Linked DNA regions of Gossypium hirsutum: region 1 is linked to region 2. The links are chromatin contacts, called in public Hi-C maps. All regions are on one chromosome and are shown on one strand. Each heading gives the region's core, a stretch centred on a gene start, on an enhancer-like site or on the middle of the called end of the contact. The rest is flanking DNA. Distances are from core to core; before and after follow the strand shown.

The links. Hi-C and Micro-C count contacts between places; a contact is called where the count stands out from the background.
Region 1: a contact with region 2 is called in a Hi-C map of leaf, with 3 times the contacts expected there. The contact joins the enhancer-like site here to the promoter of LOC107901197 in region 2. A contact is called at or near these places in 13 of 34 Hi-C or Micro-C datasets (anther, callus, hypocotyl and 3 more).

The regions. Positions count from the first base shown.
Region 1 is chrD06:9,569,675-9,574,254 of Gossypium_hirsutum_v2.1, forward strand. No RefSeq gene overlaps it. Among protein-coding and RNA genes, the nearest start is that of LOC107901199, 4.4 kb to the left of the region's middle. Within about 2 kb of position 1,542, at least 3 of the 9 cell types and tissues checked have an H3K27ac peak or open chromatin away from gene starts, as enhancers often do. A contact at or near this core is called in hypocotyl and leaf, where this site is marked.
Region 2 is chrD06:9,455,744-9,460,370 of Gossypium_hirsutum_v2.1, forward strand. LOC107901197 (DELLA protein GAI-like) reads left to right here and starts at 2,049. Exons shown (of 1, transcript NM_001326900.1): 1 at 2,049-3,792. The coding sequence starts at 2,054. The coding sequence ends at 3,661.

The sequences.
Region 1 (4,580 bases), core at 292-2,791, 110 kb after region 2:
CCCAATTAATTACTAAACTTTGTCAATTTTTTTATATTAATATAGACTAAATATAAGTATATAACTTGAATTAATATATTTAGTATATGGGCAGTTAACAAAATAGTCACTCTGATTTCAATTTAGTCACTCAACTTTCGAAAATAACAAATCAGTTATTTTAACTATTTTTCATTACAGACGTAATGAAAAAGTGACGTGACATCCTACTGGTCAGTAGGACTAATTGCTGTTAATTGGGATGGACAGTAAAATTTCATATTAAACTAAAAGGATCTTTTAGTTTACTGGCCCATTTTAAAATTTTACTGGTCACATCAGCTAGTTAACTGGCCACGTCAGCGATCCCATTAAGCCTGTGAGGGAAAATGTTAATGAGTGACCGATTTGTCATTTTTCGATAATGTTAGTGACTGATTTATTATTTTTCGAAAGGTGAGTGACTGAATTGAAATCAGACTGACTGTTTTGTCAGCTACATCAAAGTTGAATTTACCCATAAAAAAATTAAAAGGGATTATTCATAAAATTAATGAAGTGTCACATCATAATTAATACTAGATATGATACGCTCAAGATGTGGGTGAAAATAGAATGATGTAACAAATATATTTATAAAAAATTAATATAAAAATAAATGAGACTTTGGTTGAAATGATAAAGATATTCAAAATTATAGCGTCCTAAGTTCAAATCTTATTATGTGTATATTCTTCTATTTTTAACGTAAAAGATGTAAAAAAAAATACTTTTAAAATAATATAATTTACTTTGTAAACAATGGTATTTTGTTATTATTCAACTAATTTGGTGTCTCTGATTGATTCATGACACCATTTCAATCAAGATTTTAATATATACTAGATTATAACATTTTATATTATTTGTTTTACAGATTAAAATATAGATTTTTGTTAAATGAAGAGACTTTAAAGGTTCCCCTGAAACGCAAGAAAATGTGGAAGCAATTGGTATGGTGTGAGATTTGAGAGTGTACGGTTGTAAACCAACCCAAGTATCCATAACCAGCAGTTTTACTAGCTTAGGCTAATTGAAATGCAATAGAAGAGGGTAAAGAGGCCCATGCCATTGCTGTGTTAGGTACATTACAATTTTATTCTAAATAGGGAAATTCTTTTAAATATCAAATTTTAATTGATTATTTTAAATCAAGGATGGTACCATTTTACTTGAATTCTGATTTCACCGATCAAAATTATTATTTTAATACATTTTAAAATTGTACTAAAATGACAAACATTTTAGTGTAGAATGGCGAAATTCGTGTAGCAGAGGTTGATTTCTTGTTTAGCCTGCTTCTCTGTAATAGCAGGAACCCAATATTAATTTGTTTAGGAGTCTAAAGAAAACCATAGTAGATTTTGGTGTAATAGCCCATTTAAGTGACTCTACTCAACCAAATGCAAACCCAACCATTCTTTATTCATATAAATTAAAAGCTACACTTTGTTTCATTTTATCAATTTGGGCTCATTTTATATTGCCGGGGTCGAATAAAAAAGAAGCTTCTCTGAAATGCGTTTGCCGGGAGTCGAACCGGGTCTATTGATTGGAAGGCAATTATCCTAACCGTTGGACTACAAACGCTTTATTAGTGTCTTTCAAGAGACAAATATTCATAAAGATTGCGTTTGCTTTGGGCTGCAATTATTGGATTGAAATGCAAGAAAATGAGCAAGCAATTGGTTGTGAACCAACTCAAGTATCCATATCAAGCAGTTTTACTAGCTTAGGCTAATTTAAATGCAAGAGATGAGGGGGAAAGCAGGGCCATGTGATTGCTGTCTTAGGTGGATTAGAATTGGATGACATTTTGGGTGGTTCTATAAACTTCAGTTCTAAGGATGCATAGCTAGTTTGAATAGGACACTTGTCTTGACATAGAAATCGATCATATCTAGTAATGTGCAATGTGTGATAAAGAAACATAAGATTTCAGTATGTTCATCTATCATGCAACATTAACTGCAGCTGCCAATTGCAAAAGGATATCATATTACGGAATACTCAATTGGTTGCTTAAGTGGATGCTGGACAAAGTGATAAAAGCCTTGGATTGTGATACTGTTTGAGAGAATATGCCACCAAATGTAACATTACTTTCTCATCGCTTATTTCTATATGTATTTAGCAATGCCAAAACTTATTACAACTACAAAAAAACTTATCCTTGCATCAAGTTCTATCCCAAAATGTCTTTCACAATACAAAATTTGTTTTTAATTATATAAATTACCAAATATAGTTATTTTATTAATGAATTAATTTAATCGTTTTAATAACTACAAATTTTGTTACAAAACATTTAACACAAGCCAAAACCATTACGTAACAACAAGTATTGGTTGAAAACCAATCGAAACGTTATAATTTAAACATCAAATCCTTTAATTGTTTGTGTATTAAATTATGCAACTACTAAATATTATTGCTTAAAATTTATTTTAATAATCATAAAATATGGTTTTCAAATATTTTATATAACAATAATACAATGATTGTGTCCAAGTGTAATAATTTCATCATATTTGATGAATTAATAAAATGATAAAATTGATTCTTTGTAGAAATATACAAATATCAATGCCGATATGTCCTCAATTGTTACATGTATAAGAAAATATGATTAATTAATTACCTACGATAAACTAATAAGAAGTTGCATCACAAATATTATTTTGAATTTTGGAAGAAAATTTTCATAGTTCAAGGGGTTACGAGGAGCAAGTAACTTATGCGAAAACTATTATATTGTTTAAAATCCCCACAAGGAGATAGTTGTGTTGGCTACTGAAGTGAGCTAAGTAAATATATAGATGTGTTAGTCCGGCCTGAAAGGACATTAAACTAAACCAAAGATAAATTAATCTTAAATCCATATATAGATTAATTCTCTTAAGACATTCATTATGTGCTTACTTTAATCTTGAGCAAGTGAATAAACTATATATGAATAACTTGTATACTTTAATGTATTAATAATCAATGCGCCTCGAAGTAGAAAGAAAAAAATTGGAGCTACTTATGTTCCAAAAAGTAATCAAACTTGATGAATGAATAACATAAAAAAAGATCTAGAGTGCGATAACACATATGACAAATATATCATTAGATGGAGCTAATAATGATCAAAAACAACTTAACAATTTAGATGTATTTTGAGATTATAAGTAATATTAACTTCTTGTTATAAGAAAGATTGTTGAATCAATCTTTTACTTTTAATGTGATTTAATTACACCCAATCTATGATGCCGCTGAGGTTGGTGAGAAATAAACGAGTGATGGTTGTCTATTTAAAGGAAACTTGAAAGTTAAAAGTCATCTTGGCTGATCCAACCAACAACAAGATGGAGTTTTGGGATCTAAGTTGTTCGATTGGAGATGATTATGGTTGGAACTTGGAATGCCATACAAGTTAAATGGTTAGCCACTTCCATATTCTAAGACTAGCTTTTAATTTGCCCTTATGACTTATATTTTCCCTTTCCAGGACTACTTTCTACTGCAAATGTGGGCAAATGTAGGACTTAGAAGGCAAGAAACTGCTTGGCTTGAGCTTTAAGATAATCATTAAATATACATTATATCAGCTATTTTCACCTTTTGGGTGATGAGCAACGAGGACTCAGTATATTAAAGTGAAGACAGTTCGGCAGTATCTTTCTTAGCGCACTAAGAACACTCATATTGAATTGATTATCATTGGAGTGAGACTGAGACCAAGACCTGTCGACTTAACCACCTTAAAACACATAAAGTGTCATCATGAATGAAGCAAAGTTTAGGTGAACTGTATTTAGGTCAACTGGATATTCATCATGGTAACATAAAGCTAGCCATGGCCTGTAAAATATTAGGTGAGATCTAGTGGAATAAATTACTCTCTATCGGTTAAAACTCCATTAATGGGACGACTTTGAGAACACAGGGCAGGGACCTCAAAGTAATTTATGCAAGCTGCCAATGGCCGAAGGGGTTAAGGCTCCTTTCTTTCTAATGATTTTGTAGGTATCGAAATTCAATTTATTTTCTTGTGTACGGTTGTGGCTCTAAAATATCATTATTATCTTAATCATGTTGTTTTCCATTGATCCTTCAAACCTATTTAAAACTTAAAAACACTCATGAGTGATGACCCACATGACAGGGTCAGGGTATTAAAAAATTTTCCAGTTTGGCTTGAAATGAAATAAAGAAAGCAGCCTGGTTTAGGGTCGAAATTAGAAGACTAAACAGAGGTTAGGTCAAACGTTAAAACCAGATTAATATGCTTGTGGGTTACCAAAGAGTCTATTTTGAGTCGGTTCGACCATTTTCGGTGCACCCAATTCCAAAACTTGCTTTCCACAAAATCGCACGTGCTTCTCCTCTTTAATTTAGGTATCCCGCACTACTTGGCATTTTCACTATTTTCGCCATGTCTTTTACGTTCATCAAAATATGTATATACTAATATGTAAAGTTTTAATTAAGTCGAGTTTTAATTTTTTTTAAAAGAAAATGCTATTTTGAAGGTATTTTTATTTTTTTATGTTTTTATATAAAAGTAGAAAATA
Region 2 (4,627 bases), core at 799-3,298:
ATGATTAAACAGGGAGTTGATGACTCTGATTTACATTTTGTTTCTTGAAAACTATGAAATATTGCTATTGTACTGCTTCACAGAATCTCACTATGTTAATTTGAACTTATGAAATTATACGTTTTCACAGGGTAAAGGGTTTTGACTCGAAAATGGAGTGGAGGGACCAAGCAGACACTGCTAGTCATGGGAAGGGCATGGATGTCGTTTAGGATATAGAGGGGCTCTCATTTAAAGGCCACGCCTTGGGGGTTTAGTCGAAGTCATTAAAAAAATAGATTTAAATTCAATGTTTTAAATAAGATTGTAAGACAGTATCTTTTAGATGTTGTGTAGGACAATATAGTTTAAGGTGTAAATGAAATGTTTGAGAAAGTAAAAAGATTTGTTTTAGAAATATCATCAAGTCATTCGGGTCTTTGTATCATCAGGTACTCAGACCTAGTAATCGGGTCGGGCCTAGGGTGTTAGAAGAACTGAAACATGAGATTGTTGCACTAGAAATCGAGTTTGGTAAGACAAAATCAAAGCTATATGAACTAGAGATAAGAAGGATGCAGATGGTGGAAGCTTTGAATTTTTTCTATCATCTCCACCATGAAGAGAAGACACACAAAGTGATCACCGGTGAATTTGATTTTCAACTTTGAGAACTCATCCACCATCACAAGGTCTACCGTGTAAGAAATAATAAGAAGCTGAAATGGTTTCAAAAGATTAAGATGTATTGTTCCTCCATTGATGAATGGAAGGAGTTGTTGGTAGAACTCGTGAAAAGTGTCGAAGAAACTAGCACGATGTTGCGTCCTCAAGAGGATTGATTTTTCAAAGTAAGTATAGTATAATGCACTCTTTTAACTTTTCATCTGAAATATTATGACATCTTTGTTAACATCTTGCTAAGTATTTCTTAATATTTGGAGTCGAATGGCGACTCTCCTTTTCTCAAAGTAGTTAAAGTTGCTTCTGCTTTAGATTTAGATTTAGAACAGGTTCAAATCTCTTGTTTTCTGTTTATTTTTGAAAGTAGTTTTTTATGGACCTAGAAATGGGAAGAGTTTCGAAGTTATCTTTGGTTTGGATATTGTTCTTCCTAATTCCTATATTAAAGCTGAAGAGTTGCAATTTTGTTTTTAATTTATTGGTGTGGTTTAGGGCAGAAAATAAGAAGAAATTTAGAGTTAAAAGTGATTGTGATCTAAACATTACCATTATTAAATAATTTTTGTGATGAATATTTTTACTCTCCCTCAAAGAAATAATCTATCTTCTTCAACAAAAGATGGTCCTAACTAGTGTCTGCAATTCTTGCTGTTAGCGGTAGATGATCAGAACTCAACCCCCCCCCCCCGATTTTGTCATCTCTCTCGCTTAACTCCTTCCTTTTTCCTTTTAATTTTAAATAAGTTGGCTTTTAATCCCAATGTATCTGGCATTGATAGGAAGTTATTTTCAAATTTTGCTTTTTCCTACTATTTAAATTCTGGTTTCTTCAAAGTTCATTTCCAATTTCTAGCTTCACACAAATTGTTTTTAAACTCGGCATTTGATTTTGATTTCTCTACAACTCTAAACAGAACGAATAAAAATGAACAATAACCAAGAGAAGTACCGAGACGGTACAAACATTTTAACTCTATTTTGCGTAATTTATGTTGTTGTTGCACTCTCCTGGAACTGTAAAGTCAGTTTAGGTGTGCAAAAGATATGTGCAAGATGAGTAACGCAATTGGTGTAAGTCTAAAATGAGATTGGAATAAAAAAGTTCTCCTCTCCATGTTTTTAGCATCTACAAATATAAACGATTCGACCAAGTTTCTGCAATTTAATTTTATTTATTTGAAAATTTTTACTCACTAAATTTCTATTTTAATGAAAAATGAGGAAAGAGAAAGTATCTAAAAAGATGGATACGCTGCTCATTTCGTCTACTCTCTCACTTTCTCTTTTTCATCCATTTCCTACTCACTCTGTCTCCCCCAACTCTGGGCCATGCTAGATCTGCCCCTTCTTTCAATATTTGAAAACCAAGAAGCTAATTTTAATTTGAATCATGTTGCGGTACGACTCCACCTCGTCATCAGCGGGAAGTAGCAGTGGCAGCTTATCATCCTCCTCCTCCTCCTCCTCCTCCTCCAAGCCACCGCAGCAAGATATTGATGGTTATAAAGTCCGGTCGTCGGAGCTACGACAAGTAGCTCAGCGACTGGAACGACTCGAAACCGCCATGGGTAATTCGCCTGCAGATTTCTCTCAACTTGCCTCCGATGCTATACTCTATAACCCTTCTGATCTGGCCTGCTGGGTCGACTCGCTGCTAACTGAGTTCGCTGAGCCTCCTCCCACTTGCTCCTCCGACTTCATCGTGGATCCTGTAAACAATCAAACGGTGGTAAACAGCGCGTGGACCGCCGCCGAACCTCATACACCGCAGGTGCACCAGAATATTACTTACGACGAGCAACAGAGTTTGGATAATCAGTTGACGGTTGTCACGGCCATGGAAGAAGATTCGGGTATAAGGCTGGTCCACATGTTGATGACTTGTGCTGAGTGCGTCCAAAGTGGAGATCTCTCATTGGCTACTTCATTGATCGACGACATGCAAGGGTTACTGACTCATGTCAACACCATTTGCGGTATCGGTAAAGTTGCCGGACATTTTATCGACGCTTTAAGCCGACGTATTTTCCAAGGAATGGGCGGTGGCTCTGTCAACGGTGGTTCGGCTTTTGAGAACGAGATTTTGTATCATCATTTTTACGAAGCTTGTCCATACTTGAAATTCGCTCACTTCACGGCCAATCAGGCGATCCTCGAAGCTTTCGACGGTCACGATTGCGTACACGTGGTGGATTTCAATTTGATGCACGGCCTACAATGGCCAGCTTTGATACAAGCCCTGGCTTTACGTCCTGGCGGACCTCCTTTGCTCCGTTTGACTGGCATTGGACCGCCGCCACCAGATGGCCGTGACTCACTTCGCGAGATCGGTTTACGACTCGCTGAGTTGGCTCGGTCCGTCAACGTCCGCTTTGCCTTCCGTGGAGTCGCGGCTTCCAGGCTGGAAGACGTTAAGCCTTGGATGCTTCAGGTGAATCCAAAAGAAGCGGTGGCAGTTAACTCCATCATGCAGCTTCACCGTTTACTCGGATGCGAACAGACCCGGAATTCTCCTATCGACACCGTGTTGAGCTGGATCCGGGGCTTAAACCCGAAAATTATGACAGTGGTGGAACAAGAAGCAAACCACAATCAGCCCGGTTTTCTGGACCGGTTCACGGAAGCTCTTTATTATTATTCAACGATGTTCGATTCTTTAGAAGCTTGCAGGATTCAGCCGGAAAAAGCTTTAGCCGAGATATACATTCAGAGGGAAATAGGGAACGTAGTGAGCTGTGAAGGGTCGGCTCGAGTGGAAAGGCACGAGCCATTGGCTAAATGGAGGAGACGGCTGAGTGGAGCCGGGTTTAGGGCATTGCGTTTGGGGTCCAACGCGTTTAAACAGGCTAGCATGTTACTCACATTGTTCTCGGCGGAAGGGTATTCAGTGGAAGAAAATGAAGGGTGCTTGAGTCTTGGTTGGCATAGCAGCCCTCTCATCGCGGCTTCGGCTTGGCAAGCCGTGCCAGCGTGGGATAATCATATGTCATCTTCATAGTAGGGGCAGGGTAATAGTAACTAAGATCTTGCTGTAAATCCAGAGTAATTTGGTTATCTTTTGAAATTTTTATCTTTTTTACCTTTCAATGCATTTCACCAAACCATTTTCTATAAAATTTTATTTCAGGAGAATCTGTTCGTAGCTATTTAGGAATCATTTTTCTCGATCTATCTTTAAATTGGGTAATGCAATTAGTAGCAATGTATTCGGTTTTCGGTTGGATTATTTTAGTAATAAATCAGAATAATTATTTTTTCCGATGTAAATTTTGATCCATATCGATTACATCGGTTGATATATGAATAATGTTCAAAATAGATAAATTTAATTTTTATCTATAAATTTTTTTATTAATCAAATTTAATAAAACAACTTTAAAATTTATAATAGAAAATTAATAAATAATGAAAAAGTAAAGAATTTATATAAAATAATTAAAAAACTAAATTTCTAAAAATTTTGTTAACACAACTTTATGTGCATTTTTTATTATTAAATTTTCATTTTATATATTTAACATAGAATGATCTTATTATAGATTTTTTTTAAAAATAATTTTGTGGGCAATTTTTTTTGTTTAATTTGTGGATTTTTTTTGCTTGTTTAATTTACACTTGTTAAATGATAAAATTTTATTTGTGATGTTTATTGATGAATATTTTATATAATTAATTAATATTTTTATATTTAAAATTATTTAATTTGATTTATTTAATATATTTAAATATTTTATATATTAAATATTTTTTAAAAACGTTGATAAATCTAAAATGACACATTGAAACAAACTGGTTCCAGTATGTACCAATTTCAGTAAAATAATAATGTGTCCACTTATGTTATACTAATTACCATAAGTAGAAATTAAGCTAGAAATTGTGTTATAAGGTATCAAGATTTGTTTAAAAAATAAAACTTAATTAAGCTAAGATTTTATATTGAAATGGATTGAATTTATTTATT